Regions from separate parts of the Sus scrofa genome. Here regions 1, 2 and 3 are each linked to region 4. A link is a contact called in public HiChIP or PLAC-seq and promoter capture Hi-C data. All regions are on one chromosome and are shown on one strand. Each heading gives the region's core, a stretch centred on a gene start, on an enhancer-like site or on the middle of the called end of the contact. The rest is flanking DNA. Distances are from core to core; before and after follow the strand shown.

Region 1 (2,854 bases), core at 355-2,854, 120 kb before region 4:
GGACCATTCTAAGAATCCACTTTTTCTGTAAGTCCTCTTTAAGGAAAAAACTTTCCCAGTCATTTCACCTTTTACATAAATACTATTTATGTGCTCATTTGTGTTCACATATCAGTCTTGAGGTAACTCCCTCCACAAAATCGAATTTTTTTCCTTCTTCTAGTTTTATTGATATAACTCAAATATAATTTGGCTTTCAGAAAAAAAAATCCACCATGATTTTTAGTTTAATAGGTGAGGCAAAGGCTTGATAAAAAGGAAGGTAAAACCATACCTGGGCCCACTGATCAAGGCTGCTTTCACCCGTGGTAAAAAATGAGATCTGGTCTATCAAATCCCTCAATTATATGCTAAAGATGAGCCTACAGTCTAAGACAGTCAATCTGTATAACCCTACTAAAGAATAATCAGGTACTATCTACCAGTTTTTCAATGTACATAACTTTAGCCGAACCACTTCTGATCATCTCTCTAAGAAGATAATATGGCATATGCACAAGGCCATAACCACTATTTTTTTCTCAGAATGGCAAAAAATTGTCAGGATCCCGAATACCTCACATCCCCATAGGGATAGGCTAAAATTACAGTGCTGCCATACCATGTCTGGTTTCAAGCAGCCATTAAAAATAAAAACAGAGATACCTATTTATTCATGAAATAGTAAGTGGGGAAAAAAGAAAGCGAAAGGAAAAGAAGTGAGATGGTATGCCCCCACTGATACTTTAAAATATGGAAATAAAAGAATAAAATAGGGGGTGGGGGATGGGGCACACACCAAATATAAACCATGGTTATCTTTGAAGAATAAGATCTGAGATCATAACCGTTTTTTCCCTTTTCTTACTCATGTATATTTTGGAACTCACTTCCAATAACACTCACACGTGACATTTCTTCAGAAACATTTTCATCACATCTCTGTGGCAAGAAGCCTGGATTTTTTAAAAGCCATCTTAAATGTGTTATTTTTTTCAATATTCATAAATCCCAATAATTAAAGTACCTGTTGCACTTTTCCTTTACACAACAAGTTGAGGACAATTCTGACTTTCTAAGGAAGAAATCACTCTAGGCTATGGTCTCTATCACCCTTATTCACCATGGACATCACCATGTCCCCTAGGCAACATCAAGGTCAACCCTGTCACAGTCACCTGTTATTTTATTCCAGAAATAGAGAAACCATTATTACATTACTAAGAGAGGTCACTGGAACAATGGGGGAAAGGTTATTTATTTAAGGTCAATAAGCTCTGAATTACATAACATAATATTGAATTAAGGCTTCTGAAAACAAACAAGGCAGGAGCCAGGCATCAGAGGACAATAAAGACTTGTCACTCTGGTTCTTCCTAGCTTGTCAAAGTTACAGCTTAATGTACCATCTCTAAGAACCAAAACAAGGCAAGTGCTTTTCCAAGGTATAGGAAAAATGCCGTCAGGAAAGAGCAGTCGAGGCCCACCGAACCTTATGTGATTTGTGGACAGGGGAAGCTCATTTTGACAAGATTTTGGGAAATCACAACCAGGGGTGTTAGGATCCAGTTACTCCCGCAGAAGGAACAAAAGCACACAGCAACCAGCCACTAGATGTCATTCTCCTTCAGAGTGCAGCTGGTAAGTGGCAGATCCTAGTCAAAAGGAAGTCAAGTGGTCTAGACAACTAATTCCTTAAATGGCATTAATTTAAAATAATCTGACCTTTGATTGGGGTGCTCCACACTAGTTGACAAAAATAAAAATGAAAAACCACTGGAGACTGGTCATCAGCCCCAAAGGCAAGAGGTGTCCCAAAATACAACATTTTAATGACTGCACTAGAAAATGCAGATGATTTTCAGTCACTAGGGGAAAAAGGTCCAACTAAGCAGGGAAGTAGAAACTGCACAAAGTTAACATCCAAGACCCAAAAGTCACATCAGCAATCCTCAATCAGGGGACACTGCTGGTTTCCTCTTAAATGTTATGCAAAGCAAAAACAGCATGAAAGAGAAAGGCCATTGTTTGTTTATTTTAATAAGGAGTTCAAAGTTTGGGGTCACCTTTAGACTGCATTTCTCAACAGTGTGTTTTTCACAGTACATCTATGGGAAGGAGCATGAAAATGAATTGCTGATAAAATAACACACTTATCACAGGCTACAAATGGGCAAAATAATATCATCCTGCTTGAGCCATTATTGGGTTGATAGTATGTTTTAAACTCCAATGGAATTAGCTGCCAATATTCTGTAAGAACTGTGATACGACATATGACAGCGTGGATTTTCAGCTTCTCTTGAAGAAAGAGAAGATGTGGTGGCCTCTCTCAGCCCACCTTCCCATGCAGCACCAGCAGGGGAGCAGAGCCGCCCGCTCCAGACCCACTCATGTGCACATGCCACTGAGCCACCTGGCCCACCTAGCTCCCTCTACTCTAAGTGGGAATCTGAGTACCGGAAGCAAAAAAGCACAGGAGAAGGGTTGAGATGTACTAAGAAGATCTCATCAGGCACAATGATTTCCAGCAGAGAATGGGGAGACAGAACCACTAAAGACATGCGTTCCTTCCACCAAGATAACCCCACAAGCGTACGTGCTAAGCAGCTCTCCCAGGAGACTTGACGAACTGAGCAACTTTTCCCACCCACTCAACACGATTCCCATGCTCCCAGCCCAGACTTCCGGGGCCATCCTGGATCTTCACAATGACTGGGTGAGGAGGGATGTGCTACTGATACTCGGTGGACAAGAGCCAAAGATGCCAGCTGCCCTGAAATGCACAGTACAATCCCATCCAAGGAAGAAGCATCATTCCTCCCATAAGACAGGATATCCTGGTGCACAAGCACATGGGTTCCAGAGCTGTCTG
Region 2 (2,700 bases), core at 80-2,579, 130 kb after region 4:
CCAGTTTCTGTGAGTAGCTGGTTGTCTGCATTCTCATGTGAAGTCTTCTGAGTTTTTAATGTTGGCAACCAAATCAGATTTAAAAAACAAAACAAAACTGGACGTTCCCATGGCGTCATGGGTTGAGGATCTCGCATTGCTGCACCTATGGCACAGGTTACAACTCTAGAGGGGGTTGAATCCAGCCCAGGAACTTCTACAGGCCACAGGTGTGGCCAAAAAAACAAAAAACAAAAAACCCTCGAAAAACAAACACGAATACACACTGTGAAGACCTAATAAATTGCTTCTGTAGCCAGATTTAGTCTGGAGGGTGCAAGTTTTCAACCTAGATTATGAAAATTTATTCATTTCAAGGAGCACAAAATCTTGTATTCCTTTCTGGAAAATGATCGAGTAAATAATGTACCAGTTATAAATGTCCAACTGTGAGAAAGGGCAGTGGCTTGCCCAGGACATCATCTTAGCAGAATTGCCTTCTCTCCATCCCCATGCCATCCCACCTAAAATCATTTAACAGCCATGGGTAATCTCAGCAGTGCTCTCAACAGTTCATTTTCATTAACTGGCACTTACTACTGAATTTGCAGACAAATATCAAAGAATAGCAGAAATGTCAGTTTCTTGACTGTGAGTGTCATTTATTAAAACTTAGTTCTCTGTAATACAAACTACCCCAGAGTAGGCCTTGTTTTTATAGGTTTTGCCAGAATCAGTCATGCTATTAGTAAAAGATGGCCTTTGTTGTTTAAAAATGCCGTGGAAATTATTAACTCCAAGAGCCTCAGACGGAGCTCTGGCAGCAGGCCAGAATGCCTGACTCTTTATGTTGAGGCCATTGGAGCAGCAATCTAATTTTTTGATTAAGCAAAATCATTACAAATAGTATTCAGATAGGCTGTAAAATGAGAAATGCTCTTCTCTGAAACTTGCCCTATTTAGGATTGGAAAGTTGACGGGATTATCGCCAAGGGGTGGAATTTTTCAGCTTCAAATCAGATTCTAATCTGCCCCCAAATGGTAATTGACCCCAAAATCATCATTATGAGAAGGCTGGTTGGGCCTTTGGAATTAGTCACCATTGTCAGGCAAGAAGGTGATTCCATTTCAGAGTAAATAAAGGTCTGGTAGATCCTTTCCTACCCCTGGGTCGGGGCCATGTTTTACAAACTCCTTGTTTTCTTTGCTGAGGAAATGGAACACCCATCAGAGCAACTCTTTTCCAGCATGTAAATTTGGCACCTCAACAGGGTAACATTAGAAGCTCTGAATCAACACTGAGGGGGAAAGTGAAACCAACTAACAGTCAATCAGGGAACAGAGATAAGCCCTTCCTTGTCAGGTGGCACTGATAAAAAGTTCACCTGCATTTAGTTTGGTGCCTGTGAAGAAGGGCCCTTTGTGGTTGCTTTTTTGAAGACTATAGTTTTTCTCTGTTTCAGACACTTGACAAATAAAATTTAATTTATTTACTTCTAATTGACACCTAAGGATGCCCTTTAATCTCTTCCATTAGCTTCTTTAAAAGGCAGTTTAGCATCATATGAAAAAAGCACCAGAATAAGATTATCTGGGATTATTTACCTACCCCTCCACCTACCTACCTTGTGACCTTAGCAAGTAATGCCCTCTCAGGCAAATGGGGGCAATGACCTCTTGGGCTTGTGGGGAGATATGAAATGATGCAAAAATATTTAGCACAAATTACTTTGGCAAAGTGCTTACTAAGTACTTGTTTCTATTAGGAGTATGATTATTAAGATAGAGGAGCAGGAAGGTACCACCAAACAGTCCTGATCAATCCTGGGGTTCAGCTTAGAACAGAGAGCCAAGTGAGCTGAGAGGGAGAAAGATCAAAGAGGCTGGATTTAAAAGCTTAACTAGACCTCTATCTCAAACACTTAAAAAGAAAGAAAGAAAGAAAAGCTGACATGATTGATTCCCAAACCTCTGTTAATACTTAAATTTGAAAAATGTGCTGATATTGTACCGTCCATCTGTTCCCCAAAGTTCTCTTTAAAGGAGAAAATTAGATCTGGTTATTTCTACATACATTGTATAATTCTGAAGCTTTTCCTCTTCAGTCTCTCTCACAAAGAACCTCTGGCAGGTTTAATATCAAGAAAATGTCATTTGTAGGCATAACAATAATTAAAAGAAAGAAAACAGACAAGGGAGGGCAGAATCTTGGCCAATAATATGTTGACTAGCCTGTTAATGTTACATATGTTTTCAATGCTAATTTGCATTCCAGAGAATTTTTTTAAAAGGTAATTCTGCTAAGTCATTTAAATTATTTCTTATTTAATTTTTCTCTGAGATGATTGGTCCATGATCTAGACTCTAACCTCATAAATTACCAGATTTAAAACTCCAGGTGGAGAGTTCTCCTGTGGCACAGCGGGTTAAGGATCTGGAGTTGTCACTGCAGTGGCTAGGTCACTGATGTGGCATGGGTTCGATCCCTGGCCAGGCAACTTCCACATGCCTTGGGGAAAAAAAAAAATAACAACAATGAAAACAAAACCCTCAAAACGATGTCCAAAGGTCCAAAGAATAGTTGAGGGTTTGGCAGCCCTCACAGGGATTGGTGCAACAGGTTTTGAGAACAGTAGCTCTCAAAGTGTGGTCTCTGGACCCCATTTAGGGGGCTGAGTCGAAATTGTTTTCCTAATAATAAGATGTGGTTTGCCTTTTTTA
Region 3 (2,700 bases), core at 183-2,682, 85 kb before region 4:
AACAGAAATACCCAAACCTGATAGGACTGAATTGGACCAAACAAGTGCCTGGTCAGAGAACAGCCCAGAATTCAAGCCCGAGGACGATGGGGGACACCAGAGTATCTCTAACTGGTTTGAGTAGGTGAGTAATACATGCACCAAGGTGAGGTCAGTTTTAATTCTGGTAGTGAACATTCAGGGGCTGCCATTCTGTTTGTCTCCTGGCTTTCTGTCCCAAGAAATGTCTACATGGCCCATAGATGCCTTTTGGGGCACCCTGTGGTGCCAACATGCCTGCTCTTCACATGCATCCCAGAATGAAGTGCAGACCAAGGAAGAAGAACACGGAGCCTCTCTTTCTGTGACGGACAGAGCTAAGGAGACAGAAAGGCAGCAAAGATAAAAAAAAAAAAAAAAAATGCTCCCCTAAGGGTCCTTGAAAATGAAAGTAAGTTCAGTTCAGGAGTTTTGCTGCTTCTCCCACTGAGGGGCAGCCTCTGAATTCTGGGAGATGAACACATTTCCTTGGCCCCCTCCCTCCAAACTCTTAATGAAATCAGCTTCCTTCTACCTAAACAAAACAAAAACCCGTAACAAAAATCTATCGACTATTCTTTTGGCAAAGAGTGGAGGCTTAGCTTACATCAACCTCATTTCCTCTCCTTCCCCCTCCACCCTCATCTTTTATCAAAAAGAATATAACTGTCTTTGTGAGGACCTGGGGTCTACAAACGTCCTTTTTAGGCTAAAACACAAAACAAATTTAAACTCCGAGAAATAAGCCATACCTTCCCATCTCTCTAAAATTTTGGCTAATTATTTTTAAAACAATACTACTTAAAAAAAAGAGGAGGATGTGTTGTCAGAAGGTGGGGCAGGGAGTTGGTCGGGGGGACTACGAACATGACTTCATATGTCATGAACATGATAAGAATAAGTTTTCCTATAACTAACATCAAAAGAGGTACTTGGAGAAAACCCTGAACTCTATTAAAACCTTGGATGTGGAACTCTCATGTGAGCAAAATTATCTATTCCTTAAAAGGGACTGGAAAAGCCCCGAAAGCAGGAGGGAGAAAGCAGGACCGGAAATACTAATTGGGGGAAAGGTAATCTAGATAACAGTATACAGCGAAAGGCAAGAAGAGCATACCCATCGCAAGGCACTGGGCAAAGCAAAAAAAATCAGCATCTTTCAAAAGTCCCAGTTCGAAAAGGAAGTTTACATGGCTCTATATACACTACGTGTAAACATCTCATTAGTGACGGATCTATCACCATCAGCCCTGTATACATGCAGAATTCTTCAGGCTATTCCAACCCTGCAACTGCCCCGGCTCAAAACAGTCACCACAGAGCAGCAAGAGCGCTCTGCTTCCCAGCTCAGAACTAGAGGAAAGTGGGCAAGAGTCCTTGAAACTGGTGAAACAGCCCTTTCCAGGAACAACGAAGCCCACAGCTTTACCAAATAAGGCAAGTGAAACCTCAAAGCCAAGGAAGAACAGGCTCAAGCTGTATCTTTCCTAAAACTAGCCAGCTGGATGAAGGAAAAGGGAATATTCCCATTTTTCTAGCATGGATTGCAACTGGGAAGGGAAAATGTGAAGAAACCACAAAGGAAAGAATACTTCACAAAGGCCTGGGATGCACTGATCCCAGCCCCTCCAACTTTCAGGAAGTTTCAAACCCGCTGAGTGCCTGAAGGTTCCCCTGTGAAACATGAACTCAAACTGGAAAAAGTCTGTGCTAATTCAAATCCTGACTTTTTTTTTTTCCAGTGTCATATATGAACAGATTTGCAACAAAAAATTTACATATAACACAGTGAGGCATTATTGTACATGAAGTTAGCCAATGAATTCTTTTTTTTTTCTTTCAGGAAAATATTTGAGACAACCTGAATTTAAACATTTATTTAACTGTATTTTGGGGGGGTTTCTGCTTCCAAAGAAGCTCCAAATACAATTTCCTGCTTTAGCAAATATTCTTTACAGGAGAAATGGTTTGATTTTTATACAAATCTTTTCTTTCCCTGCTTCTGCCATGAGTTTTACATACCAAAGATGAATTTTAAGTAATTATTGGAGAGAAAAGTTGCTAAAATAAAGGCTGGGGGTAAAAAAAAAAAATTCTCCCTAGAGTTGTGATTTAGACTCTGCCATTGTCTGGTGCAGTTTTTCAGACAGGCCACCAGCCCAAAGAGCATGGATTTCTTACAGCAGAGGAGGCCGTTTCCCTAAAAAGAATGACACATTCCATAAATTTTTCCAGGAAGTCTAGTATTGCTTTCACTTTCCTTGACTCATTTAGGTTTCTGAAAGCTAATCATCTCACAGAAAAATCAGACAGATGGTAAGACACTTTCACAGCCATAAAGGGATGCACTGAAAAGGTTAAGAAGCTCAGAGAAAATGCAATGTCCAGCTAATTGCTAGTCCCTTGAAATCCACAATGTGAGTCCTCTGCATTCATTTTAATGAGAACTGGCCAGTCACTTAGCACCTTGGATCTTTTTTTTTTTTTTGCCTTCAAGTTGAGAGATAACACAAATCTCAATGCTAGAGAGAAGCACACACAAGTCTATCTAAATAAATGCACCTCTGCTGGGGGGTGGGACAAGGAGTTGGTGACCATCCATCCTTCACAGCACTTGGAGATGTGGGTCAGCAGGGCCCCCCTGGACACAGTCAGACTCGGCGGCGGGGGCGGAGGGGGGGG
Region 4 (2,794 bases), core at 246-2,745:
CACCTGGCAAGTTCAGTTCTCAGGTCACCAATGGGCATCCCTTGTACTGCTCCATTTAATGTTGTTGTGAGGGTTTTTCTTCCCTCCTGTCAGAAACCTGGCTGCTTCACTTCTGAGCCAGGACCAAAAGCCCTAGGCAGGACCATCCCCTGGTTATCATCAGCTCCCTAAAGCCCTCATCCAAGGTGGTGACAAATTTTGGAGACTGAGCCATGGAATTTCCCTTTCTTTCCTGCTCCCCTTCTCCATGGCTCTTTAGAGAGAACTTAAAATAGGCTAGGACAAAAACTTATTATGGACTACAGCTCTAAGGCTTCCACACTTACCTGACCCAGGTCAGGCACTCTGTTGCCAAAACACGCCCAGCCAGGGGTGCGAGTCCTGTTCCTCTGTAGTCAGCTCCTGCATATTAAGAAAGAAGACTGAATATAAGATTGGCTGATGATGAGTCCCTAATAGAAATTCTCAAATTCCACACTTCCACTTTCTTTAGGCTCTTTCCTGGAGGGACAAACCCCCTCCCACCTACATACACACACACAGGGCCACCGCCACCGCCAAATTTGACGGGTGTGTTGGTGGGATCAAGAGGTGAAGGTTACAGGTAACTTCGCCTATTTGTTTCTAATATGTAACTGATAAGTGAGACTAGGAACGCACAAACTTCCAGTGTGCCGGGAAGATCTGAGACTAAGGGAAGTGTTTGGCAGATCCCAAAGCACTTGTTTCCCGGAGCGAAGGCCAAGTATCTGAAGCCCGCATCCTCATCGGGCGTGAGCTTCGTCCACACTTGGTCCTTCACCGCTCCTCGGGTTTTCTTCCGTTTTTTAAAACCCTCTTCACCGGGACCCCCAAATGCATTATTCTCCCAACCATGCAGCACGAGGGAGGGCTACATTTTAAGAAAGATTATTTCCTTGAGCGGACTCACAGAGGACATCCCCACGCCCCCCCCCCCAAAAAAAAAAAAACTATTTCCTGCAGCTGCTGCAACAGTTTCCAACTTGGGGGAATGCCATTCCAATCCAGAATGGGTAGTCCTCAAAGCCAGGCGATGGAGTTGAGAATTTTTTTTTTAACCTCAAATGAACCCCCCCCCAAAACGTCCTCAGTAAAAGAACCCCCAAATGCACGCAAGTGCATGCAAATCCACCAAGAACTACCAAAAAGCGAGGCAAAAACTTCTGCGCCCGGGGGGACAGTACCAACTCCCCGCGCCCTCCGCCCGGCCCCAACCTCTACCTTGGTGCCCGGGGAGCCACGCCGGTTTGGGGGAGCAGGGCGAGGAGAGGGGTTAGCGGCTGCTGGGTAATCCCATGTCCGCGAAGAGGGAGCTCGTTCCGTTAGGATGGAAGCGGAACACCCACACCTCCTCTCGGCGTGCGCTTTCTCTCTCTCCACCCTCTGCCTCCTCCTCCACCACCACCACCTCCTCCTCCTCTCCTCCCACCCCAGCAAGCTTGAGGAAACGCTTCAGCAGCACATCCACATGGTTACTGCACTTTGAAGCGGCTCCTGGCAGCTTATATAGGCCGGGAAGCTCCCTGGGCAATGTAGTCCGAGCCCAGGGTCGTGGCGGCGCCTGGGGCCGCGGTGACGAACTACAAGTCCCAGAATCCCATGGGCTACCGGGCTGAGCTCTAAATAGACGCGCGCGGGGACAGGGAGGGGCGTCCTGCCCCGCGCCGAGGCTTCAAACCCGGTTCAGTGCTGGGAGCTGGCTGGACTTGGAGACGGCGACCCAAAACTACCCCTGGAGGGCGCCCCCAACCCTTGGGGACGCTCCTCCTTTGGCTGTCCCCTTTCCCTAGAATCCAGGTGTCCCTGGTAGCAAGGGGCGAGAGGAGCTCGGATTTCTGCTTTGGGAAGTTTTTACAAGCTGTTACCCACCCTCCCCCCGCTTTGAGTACCAGAGCCAAGAATTTCAGAAATCCAGGGCACGAAAAAGCCAGTGTTTGCGGTCAAGGATTAAAGGCGCGAGGTTGTCTTTATTTAATCTGCTCCGCCCGGTTCGGGTTTGCACAGAAAATTAAGTCTGGGAGCAACACTAGCAGGGACGCTGGCAAGTGGCTAGAGAGCACTTTCCTGAACCCGAACTGCATGTGTCTTTCCTCGCCCCGCAGGAGGTATAGAAACTTAAGCCTCTCGGTGTACAAATAAAGGAACCGAGTTTTGACTTGCCAGGGCTGGGATTGGGAAGCAGAAAATAAATACAAACCGCGACCTCGGTCCTGACCCTGCTTCTAGCAGCCCCTCTGCTCCTGGGAGCTGTAAATGCTTAAGTAAATAAACCGCAAACCAGAAAAACAAGGGCTTTGGAATGAGTAGCTTACACAAAGATGCGCGTTCAGGCGGGGTGCCCTCCAGCAGCTCCCACAGGGGCTTCGGGGGCAAGATGGGTTTCAGCTCACTGCTCAGGAGAGCCTGGACGTCCCGGGTTACAATCTGCTTCAGACTCTGGTTTTTGGAAGAAGGGCAGAAGCTAAGTTCGGAGGCCAAGTCTGCCAGATGCCCTCCCTGCCTCAGACGATGTGCGTTCATTGCAGAAACGTTTCCTGAGAATCTACTGGGTGCCAGGCACTGGGGCATGGTAGTGAGCCAAAACCACATCATAGAATTCCGAACAGACACAGCTTGCCACCGCATAGATCTGCTGCAACAACAATGGTAATAATAATTAGGCAGATTTTATTGAGTCCAGACCACATGCACTTTTCATGCTTAAAGCTGTTAAGTTTTAACAACCGTAGGCATATGTATTATCCCTATTTGACAAACGAGGGCTCAAAGAAAT

Evidence for each region. Promoter capture Hi-C pulls out the DNA fragments that hold promoters and counts their contacts. HiChIP or PLAC-seq counts read pairs in DNA pulled down with a chosen protein or histone mark.
Region 1: a promoter capture Hi-C map of liver shows a contact between it and region 4, with 7 times the contacts expected there. The contact joins the enhancer-like site here to the promoter of ITPR1 in region 4. A contact is called at or near these places in 1 of 5 promoter capture datasets (liver), 5 of 47 Hi-C or Micro-C datasets (alveolar macrophages, embryonic fibroblasts, fetal heart ventricle and 2 more) and 1 of 2 datasets of contacts at active chromatin or transcription factors (skeletal muscle).
Region 2: a promoter capture Hi-C map of liver shows a contact between it and region 4, with 5 times the contacts expected there. The contact joins the enhancer-like site here to the promoter of ITPR1 in region 4. A contact is called at or near these places in 1 of 5 promoter capture datasets (liver), 7 of 47 Hi-C or Micro-C datasets (embryonic fibroblasts, epiblast stem cells, fetal liver and 3 more) and 1 of 2 datasets of contacts at active chromatin or transcription factors (skeletal muscle).
Region 3: an H3K27ac HiChIP or PLAC-seq map of skeletal muscle shows a contact between it and region 4, with 3 times the contacts expected there. The contact joins the enhancer-like site here to the promoter of ITPR1 in region 4. A contact is called at or near these places in 1 of 5 promoter capture datasets (liver), 4 of 47 Hi-C or Micro-C datasets (brain, embryonic fibroblasts, fetal liver and 1 more) and 1 of 2 datasets of contacts at active chromatin or transcription factors (skeletal muscle).

Annotation. Positions count from the first base shown.
Region 1 is chr13:61,190,716-61,193,569 of Sscrofa11.1, reverse strand. All of the region lies in intron 5 of ITPR1 (inositol 1,4,5-trisphosphate receptor type 1), which reads right to left. Among named protein-coding and RNA genes, the nearest start is that of ITPR1, 120 kb to the right of the region's middle. Within about 2 kb of position 1,604, at least 9 of the 83 cell types and tissues checked have an H3K27ac peak or open chromatin away from gene starts, as enhancers often do. A contact at or near this core is called in liver, where this site is marked.
Region 2 is chr13:60,940,545-60,943,244 of Sscrofa11.1, reverse strand. No RefSeq gene overlaps it. Among named protein-coding and RNA genes, the nearest start is that of SUMF1, 95 kb to the left of the region's middle. Within about 2 kb of position 1,329, at least 10 of the 83 cell types and tissues checked have an H3K27ac peak or open chromatin away from gene starts, as enhancers often do. A contact at or near this core is called in fetal liver and liver, where this site is marked.
Region 3 is chr13:61,152,338-61,155,037 of Sscrofa11.1, reverse strand. The region is part of intron 4 of ITPR1 (inositol 1,4,5-trisphosphate receptor type 1); the gene reads right to left. Among named protein-coding and RNA genes, the nearest start is that of ITPR1, 86 kb to the right of the region's middle. Within about 2 kb of position 1,432, at least 43 of the 83 cell types and tissues checked have an H3K27ac peak or open chromatin away from gene starts, as enhancers often do. A contact at or near this core is called in fetal liver, liver and skeletal muscle, where this site is marked.
Region 4 is chr13:61,066,832-61,069,625 of Sscrofa11.1, reverse strand. ITPR1 (inositol 1,4,5-trisphosphate receptor type 1) reads right to left here and starts at 1,495. Exons shown (of 59, transcript XM_021069282.1): 1 at 1,243-1,495; 2 at 327-402.